2 separate regions of the Mus musculus genome follow, and region 2 is linked to region 1. A link is a contact called in public HiChIP or PLAC-seq data. All regions are on one chromosome and are shown on one strand. The core of a region is the stretch at or near the end of the contact, and the rest is flanking DNA. Distances in the headings are between cores, read along the strand shown.

Region 1 (3,690 bases), core at 534-3,033:
GGCAGAGCACTTGCCTAGCGTGCAGCAGGCACGTGGTGGTTACATCCTAAGCGCTGCCCGACGTCAAGGGACAGTACTAAGGGCTTCTAGTAAGGTCGGGATTGAACATTGTGGGAGTGTAACAGGAGTAGCAGTGGCCCACCTACTTAAGACATAAAATATCCTGGAAGAGGTGGCAGTGGATAGGACACTTCAAAGGTAAGTAAATTACCAAATAGAAATAAATAAAATACAGTCAACACCAGGGAAAGAACAGTAAATGCAAACTGACAAAAAACCACCTGATGCCATCCCTAGAGCTTGGGGGTCCTGACTTGGAATGCCCAGCTGCCTCGGTCCCCTTCCCGTGACCCGCGGAGGCTCCTTCAGCATCTCTGCTCAGTGGGCATCCTAAGGCTGCATCCACCTCAAGTTGCAATGGCTGTTATGAGTTCCTGATTCATTTACCTGCTTTCTGTTTATTTAAAAAATATTTATTGACCCTTTATAATATAAACTACAATGTAGTGTAATATAAAACTTGACGGGTTCTCCTAGACACCCTCGTCTCTCTCCCACGTCCATCATGTAAGCAGAAATGGAGAAAAGGAGAGGGAGGAACTTTGTCTGTTTCTTCATGGGTCCATTCTCAGTGAGTCTCACCCTGCCTGTCCTTTGTTCCTTCCATACATTTGTGTATGGTGCCTGCAAAGCACCCAGTTGGAGTACTTGATTTTGAAGAAGATGGAGGCTAGTTGTGTCATACAGAGGTGCTGAGACACTGAAAATGTCCCCTGGTCTTCTCTCTTTCCTTTTCCCGTCCCTTCCGTTCTTTCTCCATCCCTCTGTATTGCTCTGGCAGGGTCTCATGTAGCGTAGGCTGACCTCAGAGTAGCTATGTAGCTGAGACTGACCTGGGCTCCTGATTCTCCTGTGCCCCAGGTGCTGGGATAACAGGCAAACACAACCACGTCTGGCATGGCCTTTCCTTTGAAGGCATTTTAGAGACACCCTCTCTGGCGTCTCAGTAATTCCCTGTCTCTCTCTGACTATTCCATAAAGACTTTCAAAGCAGGGCTGAGCCCACTTTTGGCAAGTCTCTTACCTTTGTAAGCCTGACTTCAGTGTGCTGGGAAAGGTGACTTTAGGAATCTCGTGACTGTTGGTGCCTGGGGCGGAAGCAGATGTTGAAAGGGCAGGTGGGGGTTCAGGAATGGAGGCGCCCTGAGACACGTAGCTTCTTTCACAATCTGGCCCGGGGCTGGCTGATCCTGTGATTGGGTGTCTCAGCCAAGAATGTCCCCAGAATTCCAAGTCACTTTTAGACGCCATTTCCCTGTCCTGTGGCTCCAAGTCAGCAGATAAAGTGGATTTACAAGCAGAAAGAGAGCAGGCTCACAGAGCAGTTCTGCTGCAGAGCGGGAGAAGTGGGGGGGGGGGGGGGGCGGGGGGCGGGGACGACTTCCTCTCCGGTCTTTCGGGTTAATGGCTCTCAAATACGCAACTGGGTGTGGCACTTGGGAGGCAGAGGCAGGAAAAACTGTCGAGTTTGAGAAGCCAGCCTGGTCTACAGAGTGAGTTTCAGGACAGCCAGGACTAAAAAGAGAAACTCCATTTTAAAAAAAAATGTTTTTTAAAGTCACGAAACAACAACAACAACAACAACAAACCCCAACAACTCAGAGTTCCTTCCTTCTTGCATTCTAAGCAAAACTCAAACAAACTGAGAAAGTTTTGTTGAAATCTTCTGTGCCATTTTTATCTTCCCCCACCATTTTGTAACATGAAAGAGGAAGCCTTTTATGTTCACGGCAGTAATATTATTCTAGTCTTGTTAAGTTATCTTATTTTTGAAATGGCATTTTGCTATGTATTCTGGGTAAGCCTGGGCTTACTCTGTAGCCCAGGTTGTATGTGGACCCTGCTGCTTCAGACTTTCCAGCGATGAAGCCGGGCGTGGTGGCGCACGCCTTTAATCCCAGCACTTGGGAGGCAGAGGCAGGCGGATTTCTGAGTTCAAGGCCAGTCTGGTCTACACAAAGTGAGTTCCAGGACAGCCAAGGCTATACAGAGAAACCCTGTCTCTAAAAAACAAAACAAAATAAAACAGGCTTCCCAGCGATGGAAGTACAGGAGTGAGCCGGCATCCCCAGGCAGCAATCTTCAATCTATCCCATTCATGAGGGATGTCTCACACCTCGTTTTGCTTTGGTTTTTCCGAGACAGAGCTTCTTCATGTAGCTCTGCTGTCCTGGAACTTGCTCTGTAGACCAAGGTGGCTTTAAACTCACAGAGATCTTTCTGTCTCTGTCTCCCAAGTGATGAGTTCACAGGTGTACGCCAGCACCACCCAGTCTTATAGCCCCATTTATGGGAACGAACACCACTGTCCTGCAAGGACTAGCTAATGTCTGGAGGTCGTGCTGGCAGCAGGTTCGTGGGCACTCCATATCTCCAGTTTAGCCAGACACAGGTGGAGTGGGTTAGTTGGAAAATGGCTTCTATATTGAGCACATGCAAACGTTTTGCTGGTTGTGATCTCCTGTGCAGTACAGTATAACGATATTTGTATTCTGTTAGGCAAGCATGAACCCGAGATCCCAGCACTCCGGAGGCTGAGGTGAGGAAGGAGGCCCTAGGATTTAAGTCTAGCCTAAGCTACGTCAGAGAGACCCTGTCCCCAGCTCTGTAGCGCGCTTACAAGGTGGAGGCAGGGAGTCATCAACTACACAGTGAGTTTCAGGCCCACCTAAATCATATGGGACCCTACCACAAAAATCCAATAAATAGCCCTGGGTGGTAGTGCACATCTTTAATCTCATCACTAGAGAGGCAAAGGCAGGTAGATCTCTGTGATACAGAGGCCAGCCTGGTCTATACAGCTAGTTCTAGGCCAGCTAGGGCCACATAGTGAGACCCTGTCTCAAAAAAAAAAAAAAAGAAAGAAAGAAAAGAAAAAGAAAAGAAGAGAAGAGAAGAGAAAAGAAAAAAGAGGAAAGAGAAAAGAAAAGAGAAAAGGAGAGTGGGAGGGGAGGGGAAGGAGGAGGGGGAAGAGGGAGGGGGATAGTTGCCAATAGGCAATGGTCTTGGATCTGCTGGCATATCTAAATTGGCACTAGGGAGTAAAGTCCTGTTCTTTGCATCTGTGTTAGAGAGGATTCTGACAAGCTTGTGAGTGCTTCCAGACTATAGATATGCAGAAACGAAACGTAAATTCCAGCTCTGCTCATTGTTAGCCCCGTGGTTCTCAGCACTGACCCCTAAGTTTCCATGTTGTCTTATCTACAGAAGTGGGACTTATTCTGAGGTTGTGAGGCAGTCAGGTCTCTCACAGGAGACTGTGAATGTCAAGGGCCTGATGTCACAGCCCCTCAGTTCCATCAGCAGGATCACCATTCAGCAGATGTGGCCTCTGAGATGCAGTCATTTAGTCATTCAACAGCCAATCCCTGATCCGCCGCAGCTTGTCACAGGTGAGGTGTTGGGCCCTGTGCATTGGGAGTAGAGCACACCAAGCCAGGCCCTGCTCTCTTGGAGCTGACATGTGAAGACACAGGACACACAAAATAAAAATAAATAAGGGAGCCATGTGTGAGTCAGGATATGCATGCATCCTTGAGAAGAGAGTGCCTGTGACTGCCAGGCCACTGTCGGAACGGCTGATGCTAACCTAGTCTGCAGCACGCGCAACCAAATTTGGCTTAGAAACCC
Region 2 (3,962 bases), core at 649-3,148, 1.2 Mb after region 1:
ATGTGTAAACAGTCACAAATCAGAGACAATCAGAATTGCAGTGCCAGAAGCGCTATACATGGGCTTCTGTACTTCTTTCTCCCTTCCTTCCTTCCTTTTTTTGTTTTTTGGTTTTTTTTCCGAGACAGGGTTTCTCTGTGTACCCTTGGATGTCCTGGAACTCACTCTGGCCTCAAACTCAGAAATCCACCTGCCTCTGCCTCCCACCACACCCAGCTCTTTCTTTTTCTAAGACAGGGTTTCCTATATCCCAGGTGACCCCACACTTGCTACATACACATACGATAAAGAATAACCCTGACTCCCTGCTCCTCCTGCCTCGACCTCTGCCACCGACCGGGCCCAGTAGGCCCCCCTCAATTCGTGGGAATCAGGGGTTCAGACAGACGGGCATAGAGTCGGCGGGAATTGACAGACAGACACAGAACGAGAGAGTGTGCTGGATCTGAATGTAATTTGTCAAATCCAGCATCAAACTTTTTATACAGAAGAAAATAGGGAAGTTAGGTGACACACCAACAAGGTACAAAGAGGTTACTGGATTCTTACACAAAACAGAGGAATGCAAACAGGGAAGGACTGGCAGGAACCAACTGGGATAAAATTCAATGTCAACAACTGGGAATCAAAGGCAGCCCCACCTAAGGTCAGCTTAATCTTAGAAGCCAGGGGCAAGGGCTTCGTGCCCTTGCCATAGTTCCTACTCTAGTCTATTGTATAGTCCACCTTCCCCCTAGGCCATTGTAAATACCTGTGTATGGGTGTAACTCAGCTATCTATAGTTCTAAGTATCTACTCTGGTTCCTCTTTAGGTCACAAACTTCCATCTTCCTAGATAATGGTAAATTTCTGTGTAGGGCAGTGACTTAGCTATTCATGCCCAAGGTCGGATCAAGGACTGCCTAGAATCTAACTTAGCTATATGTCAAAATATCAATCCTTAGGAGCACTTGTAATTAAGCAATATTAAGGGAAAGCACACAGATCCATTTACCAACTAAAGCAAGGACATTGGAGCATTCGTTATACAGGATGCCACGGTTCCAGGAGACTAAGTTTCTGTGAACTTTTCGCCTCGGGACAGCACCCAGGCTTGTCACTATTGGAGTGGATGTAGCATACCTCCTCACAGCTGGAATTACACACATACCTCACCATGTTTGAGTGTTCTTCTGGCTTCCGGGGATTGAACCCAGGGCCTTGTGAGGGCTCAGCACATAGTCTACAACTGACAGAGAAAGGCAGACCTCTCAGAGGAAGAAGTGATGCTTCCTGGAAGAAGTAACAGGTAAACTAAGATAAAATGTGTAAGCAGAAGTTAGACACGGGAATGTCAGTAGAATATGAGTTCAGGTGGGGCTCACAATGAAAAGTGAAGGTTAGAATTAACAAAATAAAAATAAGTCCAAACACAGCTTACAAGAGAAAATAAGGTATATTGCTGAGGTTAAAAGCATCCAGCCCACCTCTGTCTGGTGCAGGTACCATCTTCAATGGCCGTGCAGTCCACATTAGTAAGTTTAGACTGTATTTTAGGAGAACGGGGGACCTTGCCCTTCCTCATGAGAGATCATTTTGATGTATGATGTGAAAACAGAAGACAGTAAAGAAACACGGAAGGAGAGCTCTTCCCCTGCTTGTAGAAGAGCCACAGGCACCACCCCCACTGCTGCTACCCCACCCCCACCCCCACTCTACCCGATGCACTGCACAGCCTGCCTGCCCTGACGACAGCTAGGGTGGCTCTGCAAGCTGCAGCCATCTGGCGGTGTGGGACCTGGGGTGCCTGGATGTTATGAGACCAGAGAAGTGATGATGATGTTACTCCAGTATTCTTTAGTATAATTCTTTGTGTTCACCACCTCATTCTTCCATGAAGTGGTGGAGCATGGTGCACTAGCGCCCTCTGCTGTATACTGCTGGGGCTGCCACAAACGGCCCAAGAAAAGAAAGCTAGCCCTGTAAATCTTTCCAAAGTGGGTCGATTACTTTGGAGGGATATTAAAATATATTAATGGGGAAACTATTCTCAATACGATAACAAAGGACAGCTATTGTATTTTGCATATGTTCATGAAAAATTAACTACCTTAAAAAATGAATCACATATATGGGTACCCCAGCTCTGGTTAAGGGAATGTGAGCACAATTCAGAAAGATTTCCCTTGTGTTATTTATTTTTTAAAATTTAATTTAGGGGCTGGTGAGATGGCTCAGTGGGTAAGAGCACCCGACTGTTCTTCCGAAGGTCCAGAGTTCAAATCCCAGCAACCACATGGTGGCTCACAACCATCTGTAACAAGATCTGACCCCCTCTTCTGGAGTGTCTGAAGACAGATACAGTGTACTTACTTACATATAATAAATAAATAAATCTTAAAAAAAAATTAATTTTACAGGGATGGAGGATCAAACTCAGGGCCTGACATTTGCTAGGCACCCATACCACCAGCACTATACCCACCAGCACTACTGGCTTGAATACTGTATTAATGTCAAAGGTTGGCTTGTTATTATTTGAATGAGATATAAAACAGAGCAGAAATAAGCATGCTGGAACAATACCACGATTCCCTGTGAGTTGTCTGCCATCTAGTGTTCATTTTTGGAACTTAAAAAAGTTAATTAAATCCCCACCACCACCAGCCACCCAAGCAAAGAGCTGACCCAGCAACATTTTTACAGGAAGGTTTCAAAGGGTACCACACAACTCTTGCTTTGTGGAGGGAGAGTCAGGGGGATACATAATCTAGACTTGTAAGAAATCAAAGCTAGGCGGTGGTGGCGCACACCTTTAATCTCAGCACTTGGGAGGCAGAGGCAGGCGATTTCTGAGTTCAAGGCCAGCCTGGTCTACAAAGTGAGTTCCAGGACAGCCAGGGATATCCAGAGAAACCCTGTCTAGAAAAAGAAAGGAAGAAAGGAAGGAAGGAAGGAAGGGAGGGAGGGAGGGAGGGAGGGAGGGGGAGAGAGAGAGAGAGAGAGAGAGAGAGAGAGAGAGAGAGAGAGAGAAAGAGAAAGAAAGAAAGAAAGAAAGAAAGAAAGAAAGAAAGAAAGAAAGAAAGAAAGAAAGAAAGAAAGAAAGAAAGAAAGAAAGAAATCAGTTATTTCTGGGAGACAAATGTTGATCTTAGCTACCGGACAGTATTACTTGGGAAAAAGAAAATACAGATAGTCTACAACACTCCGGCCTGGAACATGCTGGCTCACTGGCTTGGACCTCAGCAGTGACACAAGTTCAAAGCTCTCAGATGATTCCCAGATGTGCAGCCAGGGTTTTCCTCAGGAGTTCATGGCTTAGCTAGGTCATCTGCACAGGGAACGTCTGCTGATGGAAAAGCATCTGTTTCCATGGAGATCACAGCCTCTCTTAGAATTACTGTTTGTTGTTACTGTTGTCGTTTATTGAGATGGATCCTGCTCTGGAGGCCTTGGCTGGGTGGGTATTCATTATGTATCCTAGGCTGGCCTCGAACTCATGGCAATTCTCGTACCTCGGCTTCTCAAATGCTGGGATTACAAGTGTACACTATCACTAGTCCTGGCAGTTTATGAGTAATCAATAGGCTGACTATGCAGCATTCCCCATAATGCATGGTACAATGTGCTCTATAAATGCAAACCTTTAGAGACAATGTTTCTCTAGGAAGCCCAAGGTAACCTAGATTACTCTAGCCTAGAATATAAGCAAAGAGCGGGCTTGAACATAGGAATCTCTTGTTTCAATAAATGTTAAAAACATTTATTATCAACTAAAATACCTTGAAAGTTAAAGGCTTCTGACCTTGAAACTCCCTGGGCCCTGGCTGGTTTTCCTTCTACACCCACCATCTGCAGTGAAACCACAGCCAAGATGCAGATTTCATTCAGAAAGACCCTCACTGCAAAGAGCATCACACTCAATGTTGAGCATCCAGGCACTATAAAAGATGTAAAGGCAAGATCCAAGATAAGGAAGGGCT

Evidence for each region. HiChIP or PLAC-seq counts read pairs in DNA pulled down with a chosen protein or histone mark.
Region 2: a contact with region 1 is called in an H3K27ac HiChIP or PLAC-seq map of embryonic stem cells, with 17 times the contacts expected there. The contact joins two enhancer-like sites. A contact is called at or near these places in 7 of 39 promoter capture datasets (the 3T3-L1 cell line, the C10 cell line, embryonic stem cells and 3 more), 2 of 15 datasets of contacts at CTCF or cohesin (embryonic stem cells and large pre-B cells), 3 of 484 Hi-C or Micro-C datasets (B cells, the N1E-115 cell line and embryonic stem cells), 2 of 115 datasets of contacts at active chromatin or transcription factors (both in embryonic stem cells) and 1 of 9 other capture datasets (embryonic stem cells).

Annotation. Positions count from the first base shown.
Region 1 is chr3:9,081,053-9,084,742 of GRCm38.p6, forward strand. No RefSeq gene overlaps it. Among named protein-coding and RNA genes, the nearest start is that of 4930539M17Rik, 21 kb to the left of the region's middle. Within about 2 kb of position 1,784, at least 15 of the 459 cell types and tissues checked have an H3K27ac peak or open chromatin away from gene starts, as enhancers often do. A contact at or near this core is called in embryonic stem cells, where this site is marked.
Region 2 is chr3:10,305,198-10,309,159 of GRCm38.p6, forward strand. No RefSeq gene overlaps it. Among named protein-coding and RNA genes, the nearest start is that of A930014E01Rik, 9.2 kb to the left of the region's middle. Within about 2 kb of position 1,899, at least 31 of the 459 cell types and tissues checked have an H3K27ac peak or open chromatin away from gene starts, as enhancers often do. A contact at or near this core is called in embryonic stem cells, where this site is marked.